Regions from separate parts of the Mus musculus genome. Here region 2 is linked to region 1. The links are chromatin contacts, called in public Micro-C maps. All regions are on one chromosome and are shown on one strand. Each heading gives the region's core, a stretch centred on a gene start, on an enhancer-like site or on the middle of the called end of the contact. The rest is flanking DNA. Distances are from core to core; before and after follow the strand shown.

The links. A called contact is a pair of places that touch in the nucleus more often than the background predicts.
Region 2: a contact with region 1 is called in a Micro-C map of embryonic stem cells, with 4 times the contacts expected there. The contact joins the promoter of Eif4h here to the enhancer-like site in region 1. A contact is called at or near these places in 1 of 39 promoter capture datasets (the HPC-7 cell line), 1 of 484 Hi-C or Micro-C datasets (embryonic stem cells) and 4 of 115 datasets of contacts at active chromatin or transcription factors (bone marrow-derived macrophages, embryonic stem cells and memory CD8 T cells).

Annotation. Positions count from the first base shown.
Region 1 is chr5:134,437,008-134,444,418 of GRCm38.p6, forward strand. All of the region lies in intron 1 of Gtf2ird1 (general transcription factor II I repeat domain-containing 1), which reads right to left. Among named protein-coding and RNA genes, the nearest start is that of Gtf2ird1, 16 kb to the right of the region's middle. Within about 2 kb of position 3,369, at least 47 of the 459 cell types and tissues checked have an H3K27ac peak or open chromatin away from gene starts, as enhancers often do. A contact at or near this core is called in embryonic stem cells, where this site is marked.
Region 2 is chr5:134,637,640-134,644,894 of GRCm38.p6, forward strand. It overlaps Eif4h (eukaryotic translation initiation factor 4H), which reads right to left and starts at 1,770. Exons shown (of 7, transcript NM_033561.2): 1 at 1,602-1,770. The coding sequence starts at 1,660.

The sequences.
Region 1 (7,411 bases), core at 2,119-4,618:
CCTGCTGAGAGGCCCCTGAGATATTCCGGAGACCACACCCTGTCCTGCACGTCATCACCTGCAGCTGGTTCCAGACACCAAGAATGGATGGGCGGGAATGGGCCCCCCCCCCCCCACTTTATAGACACAGATTGCTATTAAACATTTGAGCCTAGATCAGGAACCTTGACTTGGCCTCCTTTATTTCTCTCGACCGCCTAGTTTCTTTCAGTCCCCGCCTGCCACCCAGGTGTACCCGGTCCATGTGAGCCGCAGGCCAGCTCGCAACAGAGTAGGAATGTAGCTGGGCTGGCAGAATATGTCCCCAGCAAGCACAAAGCCCTGGGCTCAGTCATAAACTGGGCCTGGTTGAAGCCAGCCTGGGCTGTAGAAGACCTGACCTCAACAAACAAAAACCCTCAAAAGGCAAAATTAGTGGCAAGCAAGAAGCACAAAATGATGGGCGGCGATGGGGGGTGGGGAGGAGTGGCTCCCCAAAGGAGATGATGCCAGAGATGACCTCAGCAACGCGGTCATCAAGGGGGACGCCTGCCCCGCCCCAGCCCAAAGTACCCACCTCCCAGGCCACAGAGCCGAGCAGACTTTGAAGGCTTGCCAAATGACTGGCTGCCCAGGAAACCCAGCCGCCAGCCTGGGCCGCCCACGTGTCGCGGTCAGGGTTGAGCAGGGCAGCAACCTCGGCTGGAGGCTGGGCAAGTGGGTGAGGTGGAGATCAGGGTGTGCAGTGATGAGGTGAGGAGCAGGAAGTAGCGGGACAACCGAGAGTGGCCTTAAGGCCCTGGGACCAAGGACCTTCACGCCAACACAACAGGAAACACACAGAGAAGGGCTTAGAGCAGGTGCAATGTCCAACAGGACTGAGGGGTCATGGCTCATGTAAAGCTGCCTGAGAAGAGAAGCGAGGATGATGCCAAGCCTAAAGCAGACAGGAAGACGTCAGGACGGTGGTTTAGGGGTACACGGGGTCCTGAGACACCCAACTCAAACATTCACAGGGATACCAATACCCTGGGAAAGAAAGAAGGCAGAAGGGGAGAAGCTGAGCCTCTGATTGGATGCCCAAGGCTAAGGGGCCTCCGGGCAGGGCCCTGGGCTGGAGAGCTATGGGGGGTATCGCGGAGAACAAGGGATGGATGAGAAAGCGGCCGAGGTATAGAAAGAACAAGAAGGTGGAGTTAGGCAGGTAAAAGACTGGCCACTGAGAGCCTCGGAATGGCAGGTCAAAGGTCAGGAAAGATGTGAGGACACCAAAACCCTAGGGGGACAGGGACTTGAGAGGTCAACAGAGTGGACGGTAGAGGCTGTGAGAGTCATGGTGGGCTCCACGGAGCTTCCTTCTTTAGGAAGAAAAGCATGGTTTAATGAGACACGCACCACCCAGGGTTAAGAGGACCTTGCTTCCTGAAGCCTCCTACACGCCGAGTTGAAGACCCACGTCCAGTGGGGCGCCTGGACTCCACTCCCTTTTCACGGGCCCAGACACTGGTTAGAAATTCAGGTGACCACCTCAAAGCACCTCATGGCCAGTTTCTCCTACATTCCATCTGATGGGAAAGCAGTGTGGTGGTCTGACCCAAAAGCTTGATGTGGTAGAGATGGTGGTCCCAACCGACCTCCCTTCTCATTCTGACCACTGCGGATAGATGGCACCAACAACAGTGTCTGCTATACAACAGGTACTCACACATCAAGGGACAACCACAAAACACTGAGAGAAAAGCGCTGTTGGCCAATTCCTGTGTTGTGTGCACCCCCAGTGTACACATCAACAAACCAGACAGGCGCAGCAGTGCTAAGTCAAACAGCTTTGATTGACTGCTTGCTTGAGACAGGGTTTCAACTAGCCCGGGTTAGCCTCCCAACTTGCAATGCAGTGGAGGATGGCCCTGAACTCCTGATCCTCCTGCCTCCCCCTTACCAGGGCTGGGGTCACAGGTATATGACACTACACCTGGTTTATGTGGTGCTGTGAATGGAACCCAGGGTCCCCTGCCACTAAGGTAAGTACTCTATCAATGGAACTACACCCCCAGTTTGAGGCCAGAGAATTCTTATGGGGTCATCAGAATATAGGCGATCTGTCTTCAACTTAAATGGTTGTTGTAACCCCCCAGCCTGAAACAGGCTGATCCAGACTTTGACCTTGCTGCCACTAAGGAGATTACCTAGGGTGGAGCCTTCCTGCCCAGATGACTATTGTTCAGCCACTGCCACTGTTCTCCTTCAAGACACTACTACCTGCTGAGAGGCTGCGGAGCTATTCCAGAGACTACACCCTATCCTGCAGCTGGTTCCAGGCTCCAAGAATGGATTAGCAGGGGATGAGCCTCCCCCCCCCCCCCTTTTTAAGCACAGTTTTCTATTAAACATTTGAGCTTTGATCAGGAACCTTGACTTAGCTCCATTTTTCTCTCGACCGTCTAGTTCTCTCTCTTTCAGCTCCAGTCTGCCTCCCAGGTGTACCCCGTTTCTTGTGAGCGGCAGGTCGGCTCGCAACAGGTTGTATCTGAGTGACTGATGGCAGATGGAGTAGAAGGTGCCAGCATTGACATAAAAAGTCTTCCTGTAGATACTAACATTGCCTGGAATCACCCAGTGAGGGACTGGGATGTGGCTCAGTTGTAGAGCACCTGCCTAGAATCCCCCAGAGAGGGGCTGGGGGCGTGGCTCAGTGGTAGAGCCCCTGCCTAGAATCCTCCAGTGATGGGCTGGGGGCGTGGCTCAGAGCCACAAGCCTCTCCTCACAAGTTCCTCTCCTTACCTCAGCTGCTTCATGGCAGAGTATCAACAGATCTGGACATGGTGAGGGCTACATGTGAGGCCACACAGACAGCGGTCAGCGTCTGACACCAGGCTAGGCAACCTTAATTACTGAGCAACTGTGATAACCAAGTTCTCCCCCACCCCTATTGCTCTGATGTCAACTCTTGCATACTGTCCATGTGGCCTCCACACACAGGTAGAAGGAACAGAGCGGTAGATGAAAGCTTATCTTTTAGCTGGAAGCCCAGGAGACTCTGACTCCCAGCGGTAGATTCATGCTTCTCCACACTGGTATCCCAATATATTTATTCTGGTACAGGATGGATGTCAGGATGGAGTGCAGAAAAGCCAGAGTTGAAGCAGAGCCAGCCCCAGGGCGAGGCTGTGGTGGGAGGCCCTAGCTGGTGTCTCTGGAGACCCCCTGCCAGACGTAAACACGCCTTCTGAGAAGATCTAGGAGGTGGAGGGGCATCAGGTCCTTTCATGTCGGGAAATGAAGGCTGCATGGAAAACTGCCAAAGGCTCTGGGATGATCTAACCCTGGGCGCTGGCTGGGGGGGCGGAGGACGACTCACCCTTCCGAGCTGGCTGCCCCGCCCACTGCTGCCTGTCCTTCTACCCTCTGAACCAATGGGATGAGAGCGGAGCCCCCAGGAAAGGCTGTGCGGTGTGGATCAGGATACTTGGCTTCCACAACCTCAGTTTCCCTATCTGCAAACGGAACTTAAACTAGGAGTTAGTTATCTGAGGGTTCTCTTGGCTTCAGCCCCAGAAGGACAGCCTACAACCTTTTCTGCCTTAGTCTGATCTCTTCTACTATCTGAACCAATGTCACAACATTCTCTACAATCCTTCGGCCACGCAGTCCTGCTGACCGCTGCCCCTGGCTCTACCTGACCGCTCCACTCCCCAGCTCCTGCTTTGTCTGCTCTCACTCTAACCCCTATACGCGCCACAACATCCAAGAAGCTGCTCTTCATGGATTTCATCCCAGGTCCCACTTGCCCCGTCTCAGTCCTACGCCAGCCTACATAATGCTATGTGACTCCGATTAATTGGACAGAAACCCACGCTTCATGAGCAGGCTACAATTTCTAGGGCAGCAAAAGAAGAGCTTACGTTTTTATTTTACTTTTGAAGACAGTCCCACCCCGGCTGGCTCTGCTCCTGGTTTTTCGGTGACTGGATACTGATTACGGTGACCGGACGGCAGTCTGGGGATGAACAACTAGGAACTGAGCCAGCAGGGGTGAAATGGTTAAGTTTGGAAAAAAGCAATTATGGAGGGGCATTGACTAAGTCAGAAAGGATCCACCGGGTTCCAAAGAGATGCTCACCAGGAACCTGGGCTTTTAGGCCATGTGACTGAGGTCTGACAGGCACTGCTATATATCACTGGAACCTGTCAGCCTCCTACCTCAGTCTCTGGAGAGCTAGAATTGCAAGTGTGTATCAGCATGTTCCGATCCTTTAGGCTCCCTGCCCTCCTGAATTCCTCGGATTCAACTCAAGGCTAGCCAAGTATCTCACAGCTGAGCCACGCCCCCAGCCCCTCACTGGGGGATTCTAGGCAAATGCTCTACAGCTAAGTCTCACCCCTGCCCTGCCCTGCCCACCTTCCCTCCTCACACCCATGCTTAGAAGTCTTCAGAGTTCCTTGTAAATCATAAGTGGATGGGCACAGGAGGCTGGAGAGGTGGTTCAGCAGTTAAGAGCCCTGACTGCTCTTCCAGAAAACCTAGGTTCAATTCCCAGCACCCACATAGCAGCTCACAACCATCTGTAACTCTACCTCCAGGCGATCTGAGATACCCTCACACAGGCAAAACACCACGGCACATAAAATAGAAATAAATTATTGAGAGAGAGAGAGAGAGAGAGAGAGAGAGAGAGAGAGAATGGATACAGCCCATCAACTAGAGACACAACGCCTATACCAGAATAAAACCCAGGCAGCTGAGTGTGTGATTTGTGTCATGTGATGCCTCCCTCCACTGAGTTTAAGGGCACATAGAAAAAAAAGCTAGGGCTTTTGTTCCCAAGACTGCATGAACTCATCCCAGCATGGGACAACATCTAAGATAACCCATCTACCCCCATCATCAGAGTTTCCTGAGGCCCCTCCGGGAGGAAGCTTGTCCTGGGTGTTAGCCCCCTACCTATCAAGCTGTAACCACTGTATTTTCAGGGATTCAAGTGGGCATTAGGAGGCATAACAGTTCCTCTAGGAGACACCAGGGGTTTTGAAGAGTGAAACTCAGTAGCTCGCTCCCCTGTGGACCATACCCGAGATCTTTTCCTCCATGGGGAATTTTAGATGATGCTCTGACCAGTTTTATGGCTAGCGTCCCTTTCTTGCTTGCCATGGTTCAGCTGACGGCCTCTCAGAAGACTCAAAGCCATCAAGTAGTTAACCAACCCCCTGCAGTAAGTACAGGGGATCCAGTGGCAGGAGACAGGATCTCAAGTTGCTCAGTCTGGCTTTGAACTTGTTATACAACAGAGGCTGACCTTGAACTCCTGATCCTCCTGATTCACATCCTGGATGCTGGGATTACAGGGCTGCACCACCCATGTCTGGATTGACTTTCTATTCTGTGCTTTATTTTGTTTGAGACTGGGACTCACTATGTAGCCCGGGCTGCACTAAAATTTGCTAAGCAGACCAGGCTAGTGTTTAACTCACAGAGATGCCCCTGCCTCTGCCCCCCCAGAGTGCTAGGATTAAAAGTGCATGCCAACACACCGGGCTTACTTTCTATTTTGACCCAGGTTCAGTGAGTTGTGCCGGCTTGCCTTGAACTTGCTCTGCAGCCCAGACAGGAATTGTACTTGTGATCCAAATCTGGTATCTATGTCCACTTGCACATATGCCTTGGACCCTCTTAAGTACAGGGCAAGGTGCTTAGGCATGCAACTGTGAACTGGACTAGATCTGTCCAGTCTGCCTTGATGGAAACTGACTACTCCATCTGTGAACATTACAGACAAAAGGACACCTCTCTCATTTGTGGCTGGGCCTCAAGACTCAGGCGACAGGACTCCTAGGAGAAACTCGTGAGACAAGCTTGGAGAAGCGGAGAAGATCAAGGACACTCGCCACAAAAAAAGGTCTTCCAAGCTGAGACCTGCAAGCAGTTATTGGGTCCAGGAAACAGACAGGTAATATAAAAACATTCTTTATAGCCAGGAGGAGGTGGTAATGGCGAAAGCAGCATGCCTTTAATCCCAGCACTTGAGAGACAGGCAGGGACTGAGAGGTAGAGGCAGGCACATCTTTGTGAGTTCAAGGCCAGCCTGGTCTACAAAAGGAGTTCCAGGGCAGCCAGGGCTACACAGAGAAACACTATCCCAGAACAAGTTCAAGTCCCCAGAAAGCACACAAGTGCAGACACTGACGCACACACCCATAGTCCCATTACTTCTACTGCTAGATAGGAGGTGAAGTCAGGAAAATTCCCATAACCTCACGGGCCAGCCATCCGTGAGATCATAGCCAGGAACAAAACAACACCCTGCTTCAAAGAAGATAAACATAAGGGTCTGACACCACAGGTCATCCTGGGATGTCCACACGGCTGCCATGATACGGCATGCATGCATGCATGCATGCATATTCACACACAAGAATGCATACACACAAAAGATTTAAGAAACAAAAGTTCTAAGTCATTATCTGCTACTAAATGAGCCATCAGGGGCTAACATAAGATCCCATCTCAAAGAGAGGGATGGGGGAGGTTATGCAGGTAAATGCACTTGCTGCCAAGCCTAATGGCCCAAGTTCAGTCCCATGGGAAATCTTATGTCCCTTTTATTTCCTTAGATGTATATACCCAAGCCATACTTAGCTTGGACTGAGTCCAGAACACTATTCTCTGGCCTAACTATCCCTCGGCCTAGGCCTGGAAGCCTCTAGCCTCCATACAATAGAATCTTCCAAGCTGACTGATTCAATCTGGTCTCTCTTGGCTTCTGCCTGAACTGCTCTGCTTGACCTCGTACTAACTCTGGTAATCTGCTCTAGTTTTTCGGCTCCTTCTGTCTTCACCTGTGTCATCTAGCTTATTCTCTCTGCAACCTGTCTCTGCAAAACTACCATACACATACACCTCTCCCTCCCCAGCCATCTCTCCCTCTCCCTCCCCCTCCCCCTCAAGTAGCCTCTCTTTCTTGTGCTGAGAGTTGGGCATATCCTATTTCTGACTCAATCTGTCAAATCTTTTGCTGATTCCTAACTTTGACTGCCTCTCAATTAGACATCACTTTCAAACATGGCCGCTTCCTTCTACAAACTAACTTTACCTTCATTGTTAGGGATTAAAGGTATGTACTAAGGGTGTGCCCATATTCCAGCCAGATCATACTGTAATTCAGGGTGTGTCTGCATTCCGGCTGGATCATAGAGACCTAGAAGGTCTTTGGAAGTGATGCCTAGTCAGAGGAGCCATGTTGCTGTACAAGAACTGACCCCGGAATCAACTTCATGAGTGTACCAGAGTATACACACACACACACACACACACACACACACACACAAAATTTTCCCCCTAAGATTGTTCTTTGTTCCCATGATGCTTTACTCTGCTCCCAAGGTGAAGTCCCTTGCCCAAGGCTCCTCAGCAGGTCAGTGGTCAAGCTGGAACTC
Region 2 (7,255 bases), core at 520-3,019, 200 kb after region 1:
GGATTCGAGTAGGAAAAAAAGAGCCCCTGAGCACATTTACTTCTTTCAAGTAGAGAAAAACAACCCAACCCAAACTGAGCATGCCGGCTCAGGCCTCTAATCCCACCACTGGGAAGGCAGAGGTGGGCTGAATTCACCTGGTCTGCATGGCGTGTTCCAAGTTGGCCAGAATTACATACACACCAAGACTCTATCTTTAAAACAAAAAAAACAACCCAATGGGACGTTAGTACAAATCCCATACCTAGAAAGCCATCCCCAAGGGTATTCATGCTAACATTTCATCCAACACCTATTTTTATTTTTATTAGCAAATAAAATACGTGTGGCTCCACCTTAGCCCCAACTTCCTCCTTCTGAAAGCATGAAGAGTACCCAGTACACTACTGCAACCAAACAAGACTGTGACTCACTCTCAAACCCAGGTATTTAAAGGTGATCATTCTTCACCTAACAAAAGACACTTTGGGGGCAGCCACCTAGGAAACCCAACACCTCAGTACAACTATTGTGATATTCTCCGGGCAAGTCACCTTTGCTGTAAAAAAGGATAAAAGCCAAGTGTGTCCTTGACAAATAAACAAGACGATTAAATTGTCCCATAAAACTCCTATAAGCTTAAAAAAAAAAAAGAAAAAAAAGCAAGTGGCTGATGCTTGTTTATTTCTATTGTTTGGCAGGAGACTGAATCCAAGATATGCTAGACAATCGCTCTGTGACTGAGCCACAACCCCAGCTGGTAACGTGTTATTTAAAAGGGCACAAACTATCCGGGCGCCCGTTTTTTGGAATTATGCACCAGGAGCTATCTATTCATCAGTAAAGGATTTAGGGAGGTGGGAGGAGGACTGGTTTTAAAGTATGTTGTCTTTATCTGACCGGAATCAGAACGAAGCGAAAGCGATTCCCCAGGTCAGGGAAGAAACTGGGAAGAAATCAACAATCTCCGCCAGCAGACACGTAGTATCTGTCAATAAGGCATTCGAAACGCCAGGGAGGCAGAGAGAAAGAGCCACGCACACTCCCCACTACGGTGGATTTGTTTTGGTTCAGGTCCCCGCTCCCTGTCTCCCTCGCTGGATCCGACGGTCCCAGCATCCAGACTCGAATCGGAAGGGAAATCGCCCCTCTCGCTGCCGGCGGGCCTCTCGCAGAAGCGACCCAGGGGCTCCGCCAGGCAGCGGGGACCCTGGAGAGGGGCAGGCCGCTTCCGCCGCCGCCGCCCGCTTCCGCGCTGCATCCCAGCCCGGAGCGCGCTGGGGAGAAAGCTGGACGCGGCGGGCGGGCACTGGTATCCCCGGGAAACCCTCCGGTGTCGCTGTGATCTAACTTTCCGACCGAGGCCCCGCAGGGTGCCGGGTCCGGGGCCGGCGCGGAGCCGAGGGCAGGATGTGCGCCGCGAGCAAGCGAGAGACCCGCAGCCTAACCGTCGCCAGCCGCTCCCGGAGCGCGCCATTTCCAGGCCTCGCCTCGGGCCTGCTCAGGCCGCTTCCCGCCGCCCGTCTCGAGTGAGCGCGGCAAGGCCGCCTCCCCCTTCGAACCTTTCGGCACTCCCCCCGGCCGAGCCGCTGGCCCGCCTGACCGCGCCCCGCTCGCCTCACCCTCTACCGCCGCCGAAGCTGCTGTAGGCCCGATCGTCGTAGGTATCGAAGTCCGCCATTTGCCGTCTCCGCTCCTTGAGGAACCAGCGGGCCAGCGAGGAAGGACCCCGCAATATAACTCCTCCTCCCCCCGCCCGCCCCGCTACCGGGGCTGTCCGCCGCGCTGCCTGATCGCAAGTCGCACGCACGCATGCGCGCGCCGCCGCGCCCGGCCTTGGGCCGACGGGGCCCGCTGCTGGCCCCGGCGCGCTCTGCGGCCCACGTGGTGCGGCGGCCGGCCCCCGGGGCGCCGCGCGCACGCTCTGCCCTCCCAGGCCCATTGTGTGCTAGCTTGCTGCTTTCACGCGTGGTTGCCTCTTACTGTCCTTGCCCCGCCCTGCCCCGTGGTCACCTACCCCTCGGGCGTTGTCTGTCACCCTGCACGCTGCTTTCTCATTGTCACTAGATTCAGTTTGGGTTTTGTGGAGCCCAGGCTGGCCTGGAGCTGGGGCGCTGTAGCTGAGGATGACCTTGAACCCCTAGTTTTGTTTTTTGTTTTTTTGGGTTTGTTTTTTTGTTTTTTGCTCTCTCCCTTTCTCAAGGGCTGGGGTGACAGTGTGCCACTATGTTGGGATCTCTGGTATCACGTTAGATTTATTAAAGTGCCCTAGGTCTGCCCCACTTGGTCCCACTTGGGCACAATTCTTCAGGACAAATGGTCCCTGGGTAAAGCTAAAAGGAAGACAACCTGTTCTAGGTAGAGGTCCCTAGATGACCAAGGGCAGAAGGCTTGTAAGTGAGAATGGTGTGTGTGTGTGTGTGTGTGTGAACAAGACGAAGTGAAATATCTTTGTTTTTGAGACCTGCTACAAACGACGTGGTGGTAAATATCTGTAATCCCTACTCTAGGAAGACTGAGACTGGTCTCCAAAATAAAATAAAATAAATAAAAAACAAAATAAATCTTATAAAGACAAAACAAATTGTATTCTCTGTCTGGGTATTGGGGAGGGGTGGTGAAGATGAGGCTGTTTGTAGTTGAACTGATAAGAGATTAGATATGTTTTATTTTTGCAGGAGTCTGCTCTGAAAAAGAAATTTTAAGGGTGGGCAGGTGGGCTCAGTGAGTGAGGATGTTTGTTACCAAGCTTGACCTGAGTTTGATCCCCAGGACCCACATGGTAGAAGATGAGTCTCTCTCTCTCTTTCTCTCTCTCTCTCTCTCTCTCTCTCTCTCTCTCTCTCTCACACACACACACACACACACACACACACACACATCTAGCGGGAGGACCAGGTACATAGACCCTGTCTCAAAAAAAAAAAAAAAAAAAAAAAAAAAAAAATTCAACCAAGATGGACAGCTCCTAAGAAGTGACTCCTAAATTAGGAAGTGGTAGCAAAGGCCTTTACTCCCCTCATTCTGGAGGCAGAAGCAGGCGGATCTATGAATTTGAGGCCATCCTGCTCTACAGAGTGAGTTCGAGGACAGCCAGGGATACACAGAAAAACCCTGCCTTGAAAAACCAAGAAGAAGGAGAACCTCTGAATTTTACAGCACTTTTTTGTACCCCTGACACACAAAGACACAATGTTTTAAAAAAAACAAAACAAAACTACAGAACAAACCCCAGGGGCAGGAGAGGCTAAGGACACTCATTGTCTAATGTTCCAGGGGCTTCATTTCTATCTCTAGCAACCACATAGCAACTCAAAATTGTAACTCAGCTTCAGGGGCATCTGACAACCTCTTTTAGCCTCCAAGAAGATCAGAGAGTATCAGGTACACGTGAGGTACACAGACATACATGCAGGGAAGATACCCATACATACAAAATAAAATAACCAGCTGGGCCAGGCATGGTGGCGGATGCCTTTAATCCCAGCACTTGGGAGGCAGAGGCCGGCGGATTTCTGAGTTTGAGGCCAGCCTGGTCTACAGAGTGAGTTCCAGGACAGCCAGGACTACACAGAGAAATCCTGTCTCGAAAAATAAACCAAAAACCAAAACAAACAATAATAACCACCAGAAGCCCAGCCAGAAGCCTGGTCTGCACTGCATGAAGTACCGAGGAATGGCCACCTGGTGAGAATGAACGACCCCAGAGCTTTCTGGGGCTTCTGATGGAGACCACAACATTCTTGGATGTGCCCAGGTATAGTATTTACAATTTAAAAGAACCCTGTAGAAATCAGAGGCCTGGGGAAGGGTGGCCTATGGTTATCAATTAGGAGGCTCCAAGGGCAATTGGTTTAGGTTTGAGGCCAGCCTGGACCACAGACTGAGTTTTAGGCAGCCTGGGCTACAGAGGAGGGCTCTGTCTTAACAAACCGAGGTAAATAACGTAATAATTATAAATGCCATGTGTACTTAATTTTCTGCTTATAATTGCTTAGAACATGGGGCAGGGAGGGTAGTGCAGGTGTTTCTCTGCAGGAGTGGATTTTTCTCTTTTTTTCATTTGGAGCCTTAGGATCTGACTCATTTCCCTTTGTACACTGAGCCGTCCTGCCTGCCATGGGAGTATTTTTTCTCTCTCCATCAATATTGGATGTTGAACCAAGAACCTTAGCCTTTGGGGAACATTCTATCTCTGAGGTACATCTTTAGCCTATGATTATTACCTTTTCTGCTGTTTTGTTATTACTTGCTTGGTTTTTTTACCTAGGGCTAAAGCCTAGGCTGGTCTAGAACTTTCTATGTAGCTGAAGACTTTGATTTTTTTTTGAGTTTTTGTTTGTTTGTTTTCTTTTTCTTTTTAAAAAATATTTATTTATTTATACGAGTACACTGTAGCTGTACAGATGGTTGCGAGCCTTCATGTAGTTATTGAGAATTGAATTTTTAGGACCTCTGCTCGCTCCCGTCGGCCCCACTTGCTCGTTCCAGTCAACCTCGCTCACTCAGTCCCTGCTAGCTCCAGCCTAAAGATTTATTTATTATTATAAATAAGTACACTGTTGCTGACTTCAGACACACCAGAAGAGGGCGTCAGATCTCATTACTGGTGGTTATGAGTCACCATGTGGTTGCTGGAATTTGAACTCAGGACCTTTGAAAGGGCAGTCAGTGCTCTTAACCACTGAGCCATCTCTCCAGACTCTTGTTTTATTTTTCAAGACAAGCTTTCTCTGTGTAGCCTTGGCTGATCTGGAACTCACTCTGTAGACCAGGCTAGCCTCGAACTCAGAGACCCATTTGCCTCTGCCTGCAGAGTGCTGGGGTTAAAGGCGTGTAGCACCACCCTTGCTGGGCTGACCTTGAAATTCTGATCCTCCTCCTTCCATCTCCTGAGTGCTGGAACCACACGCATGAACCACCACATTTGGCTATTTATCTATTATTGTATGTATTACATTTATCCATTTATTGTGTGTGAGGGGAGTGGTGCTCATGCCAAAGTGCACATATGGTTAGAGGACAGTTTTCAGAACTTCTTACGGTGTGGGCCCTGGGGACTGAACTTAGGTCAGGCCTGGTGACAAATGCCTTTACTTACTGAAGCCATCTTACTGGTCCTTGATTTTCTTGTTGTTTATTTTCTTTTGTTTTGACACAGGGTTCTGTGTAGCCCTGGCTGATCTGGAACTCACCCTGTAGACCAGGTCGGCCTCGAACTCAGAGATCTGCCTGCCTCTGCCTTCTAAATGCTGGGATTAACAGCATACGCTACCACTGTAATTTTTATTATTTATTTATACATATATAATAATATTTATTATTTTTAAAAATTTACTAAGCCGGGCATGGTGGTGCATGCCTTTAATCCCAGCACTCGGGAGGCAGAGGCAGGTGAATTTCTGAGTTCGAAGCCAGCCTGGTCTACCAAAGTGAGTTCCAGGACAGCCAGGACTACACAGAGAAACCCTGTCTTGAAAAACCAAAAAAAAAAAAAAAAATTTACTGGTACGTGTGTGTGTGTGTGTGTGTGTGTGTGTGAGAGAGAGAGAGAGAGAGAGAGAGAGAGTGAGAGTACACAGGCCATGTATATATTGAGGTCAGAGGGCAGCTTCTTTCAGGAGTCAATCCTTTCATACTACTGCGGCAGGATCTCTCTCTCTCTCTCTCTCTCTCTCTCTCTCTCTCTCTCTGCTGTTTCGAAGCTGCCCCAAGCTAGCTGGCCTTCTCCTCTAACCACAGGGATGCTGGGATTACAGATTCCTGCTATGTGCCACCTGCCTTTTTACATGGATTCCAGGGATGAAGCCCAGGTCATCCGTCAGGTTTGGTGGAAAACACCTTTACCCAGTGAGTCATGTCTTGGGCCACAGGTACAGTTTGCTTGTCAGTTGTCTGGTGAAGCTAGCTCCTTTAGCCATTCACTGCACAGTGATGGGTCTGCCCACACTGAACTATGGAGTTGACTCCTGATGGTCCTATAGGCTTAGGATGAAGCCTGAGAAACTCCTATCACCTGAGGATGCTGTCCCCATGGTAACCAAACTCATGCCTCCTGTTTGTGGAGATGCTGTAAGAATCAAGCCTGTTTCAAAAACCAAAGTGCTGTACAGGGCTGGGTGTGGTTTGGTAGAGTGCTAATCTAGTATGCTGGGAGCCTTGGGGTAAGCCTGTGCCCTAGCACCCAGGAGGTGAGTAAGGTAAGATGGAGGCTAGCCTGGACTGTGTGAGACCCTCTGTCAAAGAAAACAGTGTAACAAACTACTTTAGGGTACATAGTAACTCACAGATGAAGCCCAGCTCCTGTTATTAGTCATTGTGTAGCTACTGTGAACTGAGCGATGAAGGGAGGGGAGGAAGTCCAAAAAGATTCTCAGGAAGCTCCTGAAACTTAGAGGTTTTGCAAGCGGGGAGGGGGGGGGGGGTCCTTGCCAGGTTATATTCAGCAGTCAGAATTACTGGGGAGAGAAGAATCCGGAGCAGATGACCTGCCTGTGTGTTTTTCAGGAAGCTCCAGTGACACAGATTTAGTGAGTCACCCATGCTGAGGAGCAAGTGGCTTTTAGCTCACCCCATGCTCCATTAAGTAGCCCCTCACTACAGCCAATGTTCTTATTAACTTTGTTCATTGGTTTTTAAATGTGTATGGGTATTTTGCTCGCATGCTCCATCTGAGCACCATGTGTGTGCAGTGGCCTCAGAGGCCAGAAGAGGGTGTTGGATGCCTTGGGACTGGAGTTACAGATGGTTGTGAGCTGCCATGGGGGTCCTCTGGAAGGCATCCTCTGACATGCCTGACTTTTTAGCCTGATGCAGGAGATTTGGATACCAGTCAGGTCCTCTGGACTGGGCAAATGATCTTAACTGCTGAGCCATCTCTCCAGTCCCCTTCTTCAGCATTTTTAAAAGTTTCAATAAAATGGCAGCTGCAAAGGTCAGACAAGCACCTGTCCTGCTCTGTCCCTTCGCAACTCATTCTCTTGAGATAGGCTCTTTCACTTAACCTGGAGCTAGGCTGTCACCAAGTCCCAGAAATCCTTCTGCCCCTGTTGCCTCTTGGCCCCCAATGGCAGGGGTACAGGCTGCTCTGACATGCCTGGCTTTTTAGCCGGATGCAGGCGATTTGAACATCAGTCAGGTCTCCTGACTGAGCAGCAAGTGTTCTTATCTACTGGGACATTTGTCCAGCCCATTTTGTCCTTATTTTAGAGTGTGTATATAAACAGAAGTTTCCTGTGAGACGTGCTTTGGTATTCGGCCAACAACATTCTCTTAC